Regions from separate parts of the Mus musculus genome. Here region 1 is linked to region 2. A link is a contact called in public Hi-C data. All regions are on one chromosome and are shown on one strand. Each heading gives the region's core, a stretch centred on a gene start, on an enhancer-like site or on the middle of the called end of the contact. The rest is flanking DNA. Distances are from core to core; before and after follow the strand shown. Region 1 overlaps Tmem131l (transmembrane 131 like). Region 2 has its middle 29 kb from the start of Tlr2.

What was found. A called contact is a pair of places that touch in the nucleus more often than the background predicts.
Region 1: a contact with region 2 is called in a Hi-C map of the 63-12 cell line, with 2.2 times the contacts expected there. The contact joins two enhancer-like sites. A contact is called at or near these places in 2 of 15 datasets of contacts at CTCF or cohesin (large pre-B cells and pro-B cells), 75 of 484 Hi-C or Micro-C datasets (the 63-12 cell line, 8-cell embryo, B cells and 41 more), 9 of 115 datasets of contacts at active chromatin or transcription factors (the 230-238 cell line, bone marrow-derived macrophages, embryonic stem cells and 2 more) and 4 of 9 other capture datasets (adipose tissue, embryonic stem cells, liver and 1 more).

Annotation. Positions count from the first base shown.
Region 1 is chr3:83,897,859-83,903,320 of GRCm38.p6, forward strand. It overlaps Tmem131l (transmembrane 131 like), which reads right to left. Exons shown (of 35, transcript NM_172681.4): 32 at 3,488-3,608; 33 at 2,469-2,560; 34 at 1,319-1,458; 35 at 429-755. The coding sequence ends at 483. Among named protein-coding and RNA genes, the nearest start is that of Tlr2, 59 kb to the left of the region's middle. Within about 2 kb of position 1,908, at least 22 of the 459 cell types and tissues checked have an H3K27ac peak or open chromatin away from gene starts, as enhancers often do. A contact at or near this core is called in the 63-12 cell line, where this site is marked.
Region 2 is chr3:83,809,446-83,815,301 of GRCm38.p6, forward strand. It overlaps the pseudogene Gm7115. Among named protein-coding and RNA genes, the nearest start is that of Tlr2, 29 kb to the right of the region's middle. Within about 2 kb of position 3,271, at least 59 of the 459 cell types and tissues checked have an H3K27ac peak or open chromatin away from gene starts, as enhancers often do. A contact at or near this core is called in the 63-12 cell line, where this site is marked.

The DNA of each region.
Region 1 (5,462 bases), core at 658-3,157, 87 kb after region 2:
ACCAACTGCTACCACAGGATAACAGTAAGCAGCCCCAGGACCAGAGAGCAAGCCCCTTTTCCTGGACAGCCCCCATCAGGAAGGGACTTCCTGCTAGGTGGACTTTTCTGGCTAGTCTTCACCAGACCATAAGGTCCTCTTCTAAAGCACTCACTGCCAGAGGCAGTGATGGACTAAGCCACACTCTGCAGCATCCCCACGGGTACTTGGGATGCGTGGACAGAAGTCACAGCCTCCCCTTCCTGTGGTGGAAGTTATGACCTGGGATGCCAAGTCTGTAAAACTCATTTGCAAAGGGATTAAAAAAACAAACACCCAGATTTTAAAAAGCAAAAATAAACAAACAAACAAACAAACAAAACATTTATTTTTATATAAAAGTGCCAAAATATCCACCAATGTTGTACTCTATCGCGACAACCAGTTTACGCTAGGAATCAAAACACAAGGCCCTTTATTCACATTGCTCAAAGCTCAGTCCCTCACATGTTCCCACAGTAGCTGGAGTCTCTGGACAGGGGGAAGTTTGCATTGCGATTTGCTGTGCTAGTCCATATGTCCAGGTTCATGTAGGCACGGAACGGGTTAAAGCCCAGGTAGTACTCCTTGCACATGACCTGGTTTTCCATGTGGGTTGCATGCTCTGTGGCAGGGCTGATGGGGCAGCAGGTTTCATACACTTCACTTTGTGGGGCCCAGATGGAACCAAAGAGTCCAGACATGGGAGACAAGCTTCGGGTGCTCGTGAGGTAGGACTGAAGCGGAAACAAAGGTGGACAAGAGAACCAAAGGTTAGAAACCAAGAAGGGGCTTTCCAGACAAAACACTGAGACTGAAGAGATAGCCTAGGGGACACAGCCATGATGTCATGTCTACCTGCCTACCTGAGAGCTGTTAAACCATCCCAAACATTGCTATGACATTTTCATCTGATCTGTTAAGTCTATTTGCAATCTAAAGGGTTCAGTCAAATGTCTCCCGTGAAGAAATGTGTGGTGTGGGCACAAGGGGAGACAGTGTTGTGTGGTGTGGGTCTGAGGAGAGACAATGTTGTGTAGTGTGGGTGTGAGGAGAGACAGTGTGGGCACTACAGACAGCTGCAGAGCCCCTCTTTCACCTCTAACCCCACTGAAGGCCGCGGAGGCCACTGAAGGCCGTGACACAGACTTCCTGCCTGTCTCCACATTACAGCCTTCAGAAGGCGGCCACTACTCTTGTATATGAATCCCATCAGTCTGCCTGACCTGCACTCTGTGCTGAAGCGAGCAGAGCACAGGAAGAGAGAGCAGTGCAGGGGAACAGGAAGGGCGACACTCACTGGAGAGTTGACGAGACTGGCATGGCCCCAGGCAGCGGGCATGCTGGCCGGAGTGTTCCAGGTAGAGGGGGTGCTGTGGCCAATGAAGTCCGTCTGAACTTTCGAGGAGCAGGGGAAGCCATTGGTATAATTCATGTTTTCTGTGAGGGATGGGAGAAAAACTGTTGGTGAGGTGCTGAATTCTCAGTGGAGGATAAAGGCGGCCCTAACCCTGAGTGCAATCTGCATGCTAAGACAGAGCGCCCGGCAGGGCTGCATGTCTGTGCTCACTCATTACATGGGGATACTTCTAACACAGAGGTTAGAGTATTTCTAAAGAAGTGGACAGTGCCAAACTTCTTCCCTCCCCTCAAACCCAACAACATTCAGGGCCAGGTGCGGATGGAACCCTCGGGGCTCAGGCATTCTTGGATACACCTCCCAGCTACGTGCTCTCGATTTTGTTAATTACCAGCCCTCCTCACCCTCATCAACCTGCATATAGATCACATGGCCCCATAAAGCACTTACAAGTACTAAAGCTTTAATCCTAGGGGGACAGCTGCTGTAGCTCCCTCTTGTGGTTAGCTGGCTATAACGCAGTGTCAGAATCAACACCGGACACGTGGCTGGGAAGGGCAGTGCCAGCCAAGAGAAATGCTGGCCCAGCTGTATCCTGCAGTTTCCAGATACTCGGGGAATTCCCCAGCTCTTAATACTTATTGTAACACACGTGTTTTGATGGAGCACCTGTATGTGCCCACTATTCCTGCCCCAAGCTTGGTTCCCTCCTTCAGGGTTCCCCAGACCCAGGGGTAAAGTCGGGACGCGCTGAAGAATGAGTCTATCCCATAGGAGAGTCTCCTGCTGAGAAGTTGTGGCCCTGTTCTCCAATAAAACAGCTGCCCTGTTCAGGCTATAGAGCCATAAGTGACTCAGTTCAACCTAATTTACAGGACGCAGTGGGATGAGGTTACACACAGAAGACCCCAGACACCAGAGCAAGGGCTGCCGGGAGGGTCCATTTGAAATTGCCTCTTCCCATGTGCACAAGTGGATCCAAGTAGCAGCCCCCTCAAGGATCATCCAGGCTGCACACTGTTAGGTGCACAGGCACCTTGCTTGACTTCTGAGAATGCAAGAGTGCATTGGCAATGACCGAGTGCCTTACCTTCTGGGAAGGCATTGTAATCGTTCAGTTCCAGAGGGCAGTACACACTGGGAAATTGGCCTTCGCAGGATGCACTCCAATCAATGAAACTGCTACAAAAAAACAAACAAAAATCAAGGACTAGCTTCAAGTACAGCACGCCAAGAAAGGAGTAAAGACAGAGGAATGGCTCTACTGCCCTGCATCCTCATCTGCAAGTCTCCAGGATAGGGACATAAGCAGTGTGTTCTGTCAAGTCAGAGCCAGAGGCTTAGCTTCTTGCCAAGGACATTGTACCTGCAGGACAGTTGGCTGGGTCAAGGGCACGCTGCCTTCCAAACCGCATCTGTTAGCTAGACACGGAATCTGGCGCAGCTGTATTAGCACCATGGGAAGACAAGGGGACCCTCAGTGCCCCAGTATACACCTGAAGAGCTCTGTCATGCTGCTCCTGCTAATCAAATGTCCAGCTGTCCCCAGATTACAAGCAGCATCCAGCTTGGAAAGGTCAGCACTGTAACCTGTCTGGTACTGCGGTCACTGCAGGCTGCGGTGCATTACAGGAATAAATAAGGTGGGGATACTGTTACAATGAGCCGTCAAGTGGGTCCTGTGACATCAGACACTGACATTTGCCAGGTCCCCTCACTGAGTAACAATAGTATGGCAGACTGAAGCAACCGCTATTGTGTAACAATTTGCTGATATCAGATTTCTGATCCGTTTCAGTTTGTAAGTGTGTTCAAGAATAAGCCACAGGAAAATAAAGATCTGCCCGGGAGAAGGTAATAGGAGCACTTCAGATTTGTTCCACGTATGAAATCATGCTTTCAACCTATAGGGGAACGCCAGGTGGGGCTACCAGCTGTACTGCTCTGACTTCATGTTCCTCACAGCGGCTGCTGTTGGACAGCACAGTGTAACTCCAGAAGGCAGAAAACACAAAGCTCCCAGGCATAGTCCGAGTATCTGGGATTGCCCTGAGCTCCAGCTCCGGCTCTAGTTGCCAAGCGGAGCTGTATAAGAGCAGTGGGGCCTACCTGTCAGGGATGGAGGTGGGCTCCTGAGACACCCCTGGGGCACCGTTCTCCACTGGGCAGTTGAAGCTGCTGGTCAGACACACTGGCTGGGAAGGCCACAGGCCTCCGGGTGGATACAGACCTGAGGGTTCAAGGAGGAAGGTTTAAGAGCAGAACACAGCATGGCAGAGTCCACACGGCAATTCTTTTTTTGTTTGTTTGGTTTTTTTTGTTTGTTTTTTCGAGACAGGGTTTCTCTGTATAGCCCTGGCTGGCCTTGAACTCAGAAATCTGCCTGTCTCTGCCTTCCAAGTGCTGGCATTAAAGGCGTGGCAATTCTAAGTCTGGTGGTTCAAGGCTCTCTGAGGGCCTTTCTGCTGAAGATGTGACTGCAGACAGGGAGTGAGTCAGATGCGTCTGGAAGCTCCAGCTAGGTGGGGAGCAGTCTGAGAAGGTCCAAAGTGGGTGGTACTGGGTCTCCACAGAGAAAAACCATGATTAAAGAGTGAGGGAGGGAGGGACTAGGGGCTGACTGGACTGGCACTGTGCTTGGGTGGGAAAACCCTGGCTGCTGAGCAGTGGGAGTGCTGGGCAGAAGTTCCTATGGCTACACCCATTTTACACATTCAGCCAGCAGACATACTGGGGCCTGCAGCAGGACAGCAGGCAGACACGCCGGCTGCTGGACAGAGACATGGGTTCCTCTCCTGCAACATCTACATCCATCTTGTTCAGGTGTCTTTCTGAGGCTGCTCAGGACACTCGACATTGGTGTAGCTGACAAAATGGCAACTATCCCTCTCAGGAAACCTATGTCTCATTCTGTCACACAGCTGCCAGTCTAGGAGGGCTGCACCTTCCCTGCCAGGCCGCCTTAGCACTGCATGTAACATGCCTAGCTTTCACAAGAGCCAAAGGAAGCACTACACTTCTGGTATGGGACCACCACTGCCTGCCATACCACACAGGGCGGAACCAATGTCTGCCTGTGGCTCCACCAGGAACACGCAGCAAGCTCAGGAGAACAATGCTTCCCACCCATCAAGTCTTGGGTTCCCTAAAACCAGGAGTCCATCCCGGTCTGTGTTATCCCTGCAGCAATGGAGGAAGAACTGACAGACGAAGCTCACGTCTCTTGATGTCCTGTGAGACTTGTCTAAGCCAGAGTCTCTTGTTTCCAGACAAGACATTAACTTCTGAGTAGGAAGAAAAATCTCAGGGGCTTCCCAGCCCTGACAGTCATGTCATCCCACTTATGTGTAACACATAATGGCATGCAGTAAAAAGGAGGAAGGCAGAAGGAGGTCACCTGTCAGGCCGTCAGAAAGGACTTCTGGGAGCAGGTAGTCAGGGAGGAGACGGGGAGCAAGCTGCCAGGCTCTACAGACTGAGACGGGGAGGGTGACCCGGGAAAGAAGGCCCCAGGATGACTGAGATCGGGGCCTAGGCCGTTAGAAAGAGGGACTGGAGGTGCGAGCACTGTGTACAGTAGCTGTTAGACTCCGAACAAAGGTGTTCAACCACAAGTTGGCTGTAAGATAGTTTACATTTCAGGAGAGAGGCCCAAGCTATAGACACAAATCTGAGAGATGTGGGAATTCAAGATGAGACTTGAAGTTTTAAATGTGGAGAAGACTGGCAGAGGGGCCAACCACAGAAAAGAGGGACGAGCAGGAATCAAGGCTCAGGCTCTGGAGAACCAGGGTTCCTCTGGGGTGATGAGGAAATGAATGCGCAACCACGACAGAAACTGGTCTATGGGGACCAAGGATGGGGTAACACTGCCATGTCAGGGGCTTGACTTCTGCTTCAGGGGAGCAGTGGTGAGAAGGTGGGGACACAGGCATTGAGGGCGAGGACAGAGGGAGCTGTCATCACCAACACAGACTCCCTAAGGAGGCCTCTGGGCCAGGAGCCATGGAACCCAAGAGCAGGCAGAGATGGACATCCTGAGGCAGGGTATGGCTACTGCTGGGGTCTGACAGATGAGGGGTCA
Region 2 (5,856 bases), core at 2,021-4,520:
TTGAGAAACACCTGTCTCCTTTGATATCAGAAGTAATGAACCTTATCTTTAGTCACCATGATGAGAACTAGCATCTGGGTGTGTATCTTGAGTTTTGGTTATCTTGCAAGTGATCTCAGGCCCTTAAGAAAACTGTACTGTTTTCTAAAGTAAGGCTCATTTCTTCTCCCTCCTTTTCCTCTCCCTCTTCCTCCTCTTCCTTCCTGGAGTTCTTGTCCCCTTCAGGGCCTGCAATCCTTTCCCCCACTCTTCCAAAAGAGTCCCCAAGCTCCATCCACTGTGTGGCTGTGGGTGTCTGTATCTGTCTGAGTCAGCTGGTAGGGTAGAGCCTTCCAAAGGACAGCCATACTAGACTCCTCACTGTCTGTCCTTTGTAACCATTCTAAGTAGATAAGAGGTTGACGCTGGAAAATGTTAAAGACCAAAGGTATTATGCTTCTAAGTCTGCTTTCTACACCCAGCCCAACTTGAGACCCATCCCATGGGAGACTATTAATGATAGTCTGTTATATGTGTAGACAGGAGTCTAGCATGGCTGTCCTCTGAGAGGCTTCATCCATCAGCTTGGGGACTCCTCTTATGGAAGAGTGGGGGAAAGGATTGCGGGCCTTGAAGGGGAAAAGAACTCCAGGAAGACCGGCAGAGTCAACATGGACCTTTGGGGTCTCAGAGACTGAACCACCAGCCAAACAGCATAGACAGGCTGGACCTAGTCCTCCCCATACATATGTAGCAGATGCGCAGCTTGGTCTTCATGTGGGTCCTGAACAACTGGAACAGGAGCTATCCCTAAAGTTGCTGTCTGTCCATGGGATATGATCTTCTAGCTGGGCTGCCTTGTGTGGCCTCAGTGAGGGAAGATGCACCTAGCCCTACAGAGACATGATGTTGGGGGGAGGAAGGGGGACTCCCAGGGGAGGTGAAGATTGAGGAAAGGACTGTGAGAAGGTGTCTAGGGAGGAGGGCAGTGAGCAGGATGTAAAGTGAATAAATAAAAAAATGAAAAATAATTAATCTTTAAAAAGGAAGGAAGGGAAGGAGGAAGGAAGAGAGAGGGAGGGGAGGGAGGGAGGGAGGGAGGGAGGGAGGAAGGAAGGAAGGAAGGAAGGAAGGAAGGAAGGAAGGAAGGAAGGAAGGAAGGAAGAATAGTGGCTTGCTGATAGGTCTGCTCTTAAAGTACAACTGTTGAAAAAACAACCCTAACAACCATTGACTTACAGCCCATCAGCTCAGTCTGTCCGGACCCCCAGTAGTGTGGGTTGGACCCAGCCAGATTAAATGTACCTCCTGGAGGCCACTTGGACTCTGGTCAGTGGTACAGACACAGAGAACAAGGAAAGAGTGGGGTCCCTACACCATGCTCTCTGGAAAGGGGCACAAGTAGCTGAAGAGGAGAAAGAGGAAGGGGAACAGGAGAGGACGTGATAGAGGCAGGAGAGCTGAGCGGGAAAACTCACTGTTACCCAGGTAGGCATCCCAGAAGCTGCTGATTCACTGACTGACGATCCTCTAAGGCCTTTCATGGGGGCATGTGTTAGTAACAGCAGCCCCTGGGCTCCGTGTAACACAGTGTGATTTTCAGAGTGCTTTCTTCTCTAGGTTATGTTTGAAATCTAGGTCACCCTGCAGGATAGGGAGACAGCCCAGATTCAATGCTCCCAGTTTCACAACTATAGTGATACTTGTATGTCCAATGCACTTCACTATTGAGGCCCTACACGGCTTCCTCTGAAGCAGTCAGGTGAAAGGACCAGGCTTGGGCGTTCTGGGGTAGCCCCATGTGATCTTTTAGACAACTACCAATTTTCTCATCTGTAGAATTAACTCACAGCTGGTAGGTAAGCCATTGTTATGGAATAGACATGGTGGTGAGGTTGCTCTCCACCAGAAAGAGTGTGTGTGAAGCATTTAGTGAGTGATGGAGGTCCCAGGACTGAAGTTTATCTAGTTCAGCATCATACAGCAAACTGGGGCGCCATTCGAGGTCCCCATCACTGAAGGAGACTGTGTTTATTTCTCTGATAACTGGTGGCCTTGCTGCAGATGTGGGTTGACCCTTTGTACTTCACTATAACGCTCTACTGGTGGTGGTTTCTGTCTACGTGGGGAATGTTCTCCATGGTTACAAGTTACACCCTCTTCAGAGCTTCCTGGAGACTGCTCTCAGGGCAAACACCAAGGTGTGTATTCCAGTCACTCCTCGTGGTCATGTTTAGTTCATCTTTAATTTAGGCTGAAGTTTTTATTGGGTTGGTCTTGGGTTTTGTTCATTTGTTATTGTTCTTGTTTTATTTTAAAATAAGAATTCACAATATATGGCCCCAAACTCACAATCCTCCTGCCTCAGCCTCTCCCAAAGTTGGAATTAATATTTGTATCTTTCCTAGTATTTTAAATGATAGAACCAAATACCTACATAGGTAAGTGATGCTGAAAATAATCTGCAGGCTTGCACTAGCACGCCTAGCTTTATCTCTTTCTTGTAAACATTAAGGAATATATGGAATTTCCCTCATTCGTGGAGTGTCTACAGGTTTCTAGGCATCCCCTAATCCTTTTTTTTTAAACCTTTGCAGTAAAAACATGTAGACCCTGGCTATCACAGCATCAATCCACATATCCTGTGCAATGGGGACTGACTTGTCTCCTGTAGAGTTCATAGCTGCAGACTTCAGTTGGCAGAGGCAGGAACAAAAGGAAGTGAAACTACTTCTTCTTTAAATCTCTAGAGCACTGTTTGCATGATTATTTTTAGCTCAGCGTTTTGTTTTATTCTCCTGTAAGTTGGGTCAAAAGCACTTTAAAGCCCGCAAGGACTGAAGGTTTACGATCTGACCTGACCATACCTAACACATCAGAAAAACGCGGAAGCGTGTCTAACAAGTGGGGTTTTAACATCGAGGGGCAGCCACCATCCTCTTGGGGTTTACACAATTCCCTGGGATCCTCCAGGCTTATATGGCCTCAGATGAGCTCTTTGTCCCTTCATCTGTGAGTGGGGTGCACGTCCTCACTGAGCAGCCCCTCCAGTAAGGACAGGAGAGAGTGTGTAGTGTTCACTGTTTGTGAGACAGTGGTGAAAATTTACCCTGTTGGAGAAAACAAAATCATAGGCTTCAGGGATACATAGTCATGATATTTCTCTCTGTGTGGATTTGCTTCCCCCTGTTAAATACTAAGAAAGATAAAACAAGAAGTTTTCCTTTTTAGCTTGGAAGAGGGGACATATAGAGTGAGAAATGTTTAAATAAACATGATGGTAACTATAACATACATTTTCTTTTGAGGAAGTTTATGAGTTTTAGGCCAGCCTGGAATACATAGTGAGTTTCAGATAAGCCTGTCTCAAAAAAACCCAAACCAAAACAAAAAAATCAGCTACATGACTGCCAGGTTTGCAGATAGTTAACTTAATTGCCAATTTGGAAGCCCTTGGGAGCAATGTCAGGAGACTATTTAGACATGCCAGAGGTCTTAGAAAGCTTTTTAAAGTCAGTAAAAAGTGAAAACATGGCCACCTCTCTCCTGACTACCAAATGCTATTTAAGATTTGTCAAAGTGTTTTGGGTTGCAGAATCCAAATGTGCTTGGCACTTGTACTTGGAGCAAGTAGTTCCCTGGCAAGGAGGGCATTTTACTTTCCCACTGTATAATGAATTCTCCTAGCTCAGTGCAGGCTCCTAAGCAAGTCAGCTCACCCAGTGCAGATACTTCACTACAGGAGTTACTCAAATTGGCTTTGCTAGCTTTTGTGACCCAGATAGCTCAGGTGTCCAAGATACCAGGCTATCTATGTCTGTGCCCACAGCAATCCCTTTCAACTCCTGCCTGCTCCAGACTCCATATACCTCAAGTGCTGCCCAAAGTCAAGGTTCCCACCGTGTTCCGAAGCAGAGTTTCTTAAATGTTTTCACCCCAAAACTTCTTCTGTGACCTCCAGGTATACAGGTATATAAAACACATGTGTGAATCCAACATTTACCAATGATAAACCACACGGTTTATCTTAAAGCAATTATTTGCTGAACCTTTACTTTTGCTCTTTGCTAAAGATTAACAGCTGCGCATGCTGAAATGGATTTGGTTTTAACACAGCACACTGCAAAATGGCATTAATTGGATATTTACATGCTGAGAAATGATGGTAGGGTAATATTTTCATATGGAGGCTGTTCTGAGGCAGGAACACAGTCTCTTGCCTGAAGTAAATTCAAGCAGCCCAGAAGCTCCAGGTTCTACTGTTCCCAGAAGTATGTGTAGCCCAATACGCAGGGAGATGAGCGTAGGGATAATCTATTTGTGACACTGATGCAGTATGTTGGGGACTTAGTGTGCCCAGTCTTTTCTTTTTTTTTTTGTGCCCAGTCTTTTCAACATGAATGCATTGTATATATAATATGTACATGTAGAATATATATATTCACACACGTACATATCTTTCAGGTCAGTGTTAGGAACTAGCCCCATCACTGTCACTTTACCAAATGAGGCAGTCATGGAAGAACTGTCAAGAAAGTTCACCAAGGCCCGTGGTGCCTAGCCACAGATGACAGTCTACCAAGTTCTGTCTCCAAAGGCATGTCACTTGGCATAGAGTGGCCTTGCAGTTCAAGATGCTGTTAGCCAGGAACATCTCCTGTATAGACCTTAGCCTAAGAAAGATCCTGATTATGTGTGGAGTCCAAGGAACCTATTGTATGTTGCTATCTGGGGCTGAGGCTTGGCCAGGAGGAGCCTCTAAATCCTTGTTCACATTCCTAACAGCATTAGTTTTGTAACATAAACCTCCACGTTGAACTAGTTGCTTTTGCAACGATGTAAACTGCTCATCACAGACAGATCAGAGTAACTGATGGCTCAAGTACCTCTCAGCAGAAAGACCTTACCACCTTCTCTGGCCTTCTTTAGAGACACCATAGTCTCCTGGTATACTGGCTGACTTTGACACAAGCTGGAGTTATCACAGAGAAAGGAGCCTCCCTGAAGGAAATGCTTCCATGAGATCCAGATGTAAGGTATTTTCTCAATTAGTAATCAAGTGGGGAGGGCCCATTGTGGGTGGTGCCAACCCTGGGCTGGTAGTCTTGGGTTCTATAAGAAAGCAAGCTGAGCAAGCCAAGGTAAGCAAGCCAGTAAGAAACATCCCTCCATGTCCTCTGCATCAGCTCCTGCTTCCTGACCTGCTTGAGTTTCAGTCCTGACTTCCTTTGCTGACGAACAGCAATGTGGAAGCATAAGCTGGATAAATCCTTTCCTTCCCAACTTGTTGGTCATGGTGTTTTATGCAGGAATAGAAACCCTGACTAAGACACCTGGGAACAAAAGCCAATGTGTGCAGCGGGGCCGGTGTCTGATCCACAGACTCTACCATTGCCTGCCCCTCCATGGGCATAAGTGCACCTGGGTAGGAGGTGCCAGTACATGGCTCTTGTGTGTTTGTTTCTTGAATGTGGAAAGGCATTCATCATTAAAAAAAAATGTAAACAATTCAGTTCTCGGACTAGCCCACAAGCCATATTCAAACCATATGGATTCAAATAGTCCATTCTAATTGGAACTCAGTGAGGTAAACCATCTTGCTGGGCATGCATTGGCATGCATTGGCATGCACTGGCATGCACTGGCCTACTCAGCACTTTCCTTCTAAATGATCAAGAAAGAACACATTTTTTTTACATTGTAATGAAAGCTTGATTTAATAACATCAGGAATTTTAATTAAGCACATGATACATTACCTCCAACAGGAAGCAAACTGGGGGACAGTGGTAGGGTTGCAACAAGCAGAGAATTCAAAACCATAGAGGGAAACTGAGGAACGCAGGGTAATTCCCACACTTCAGAAGCTAAGTCGAGA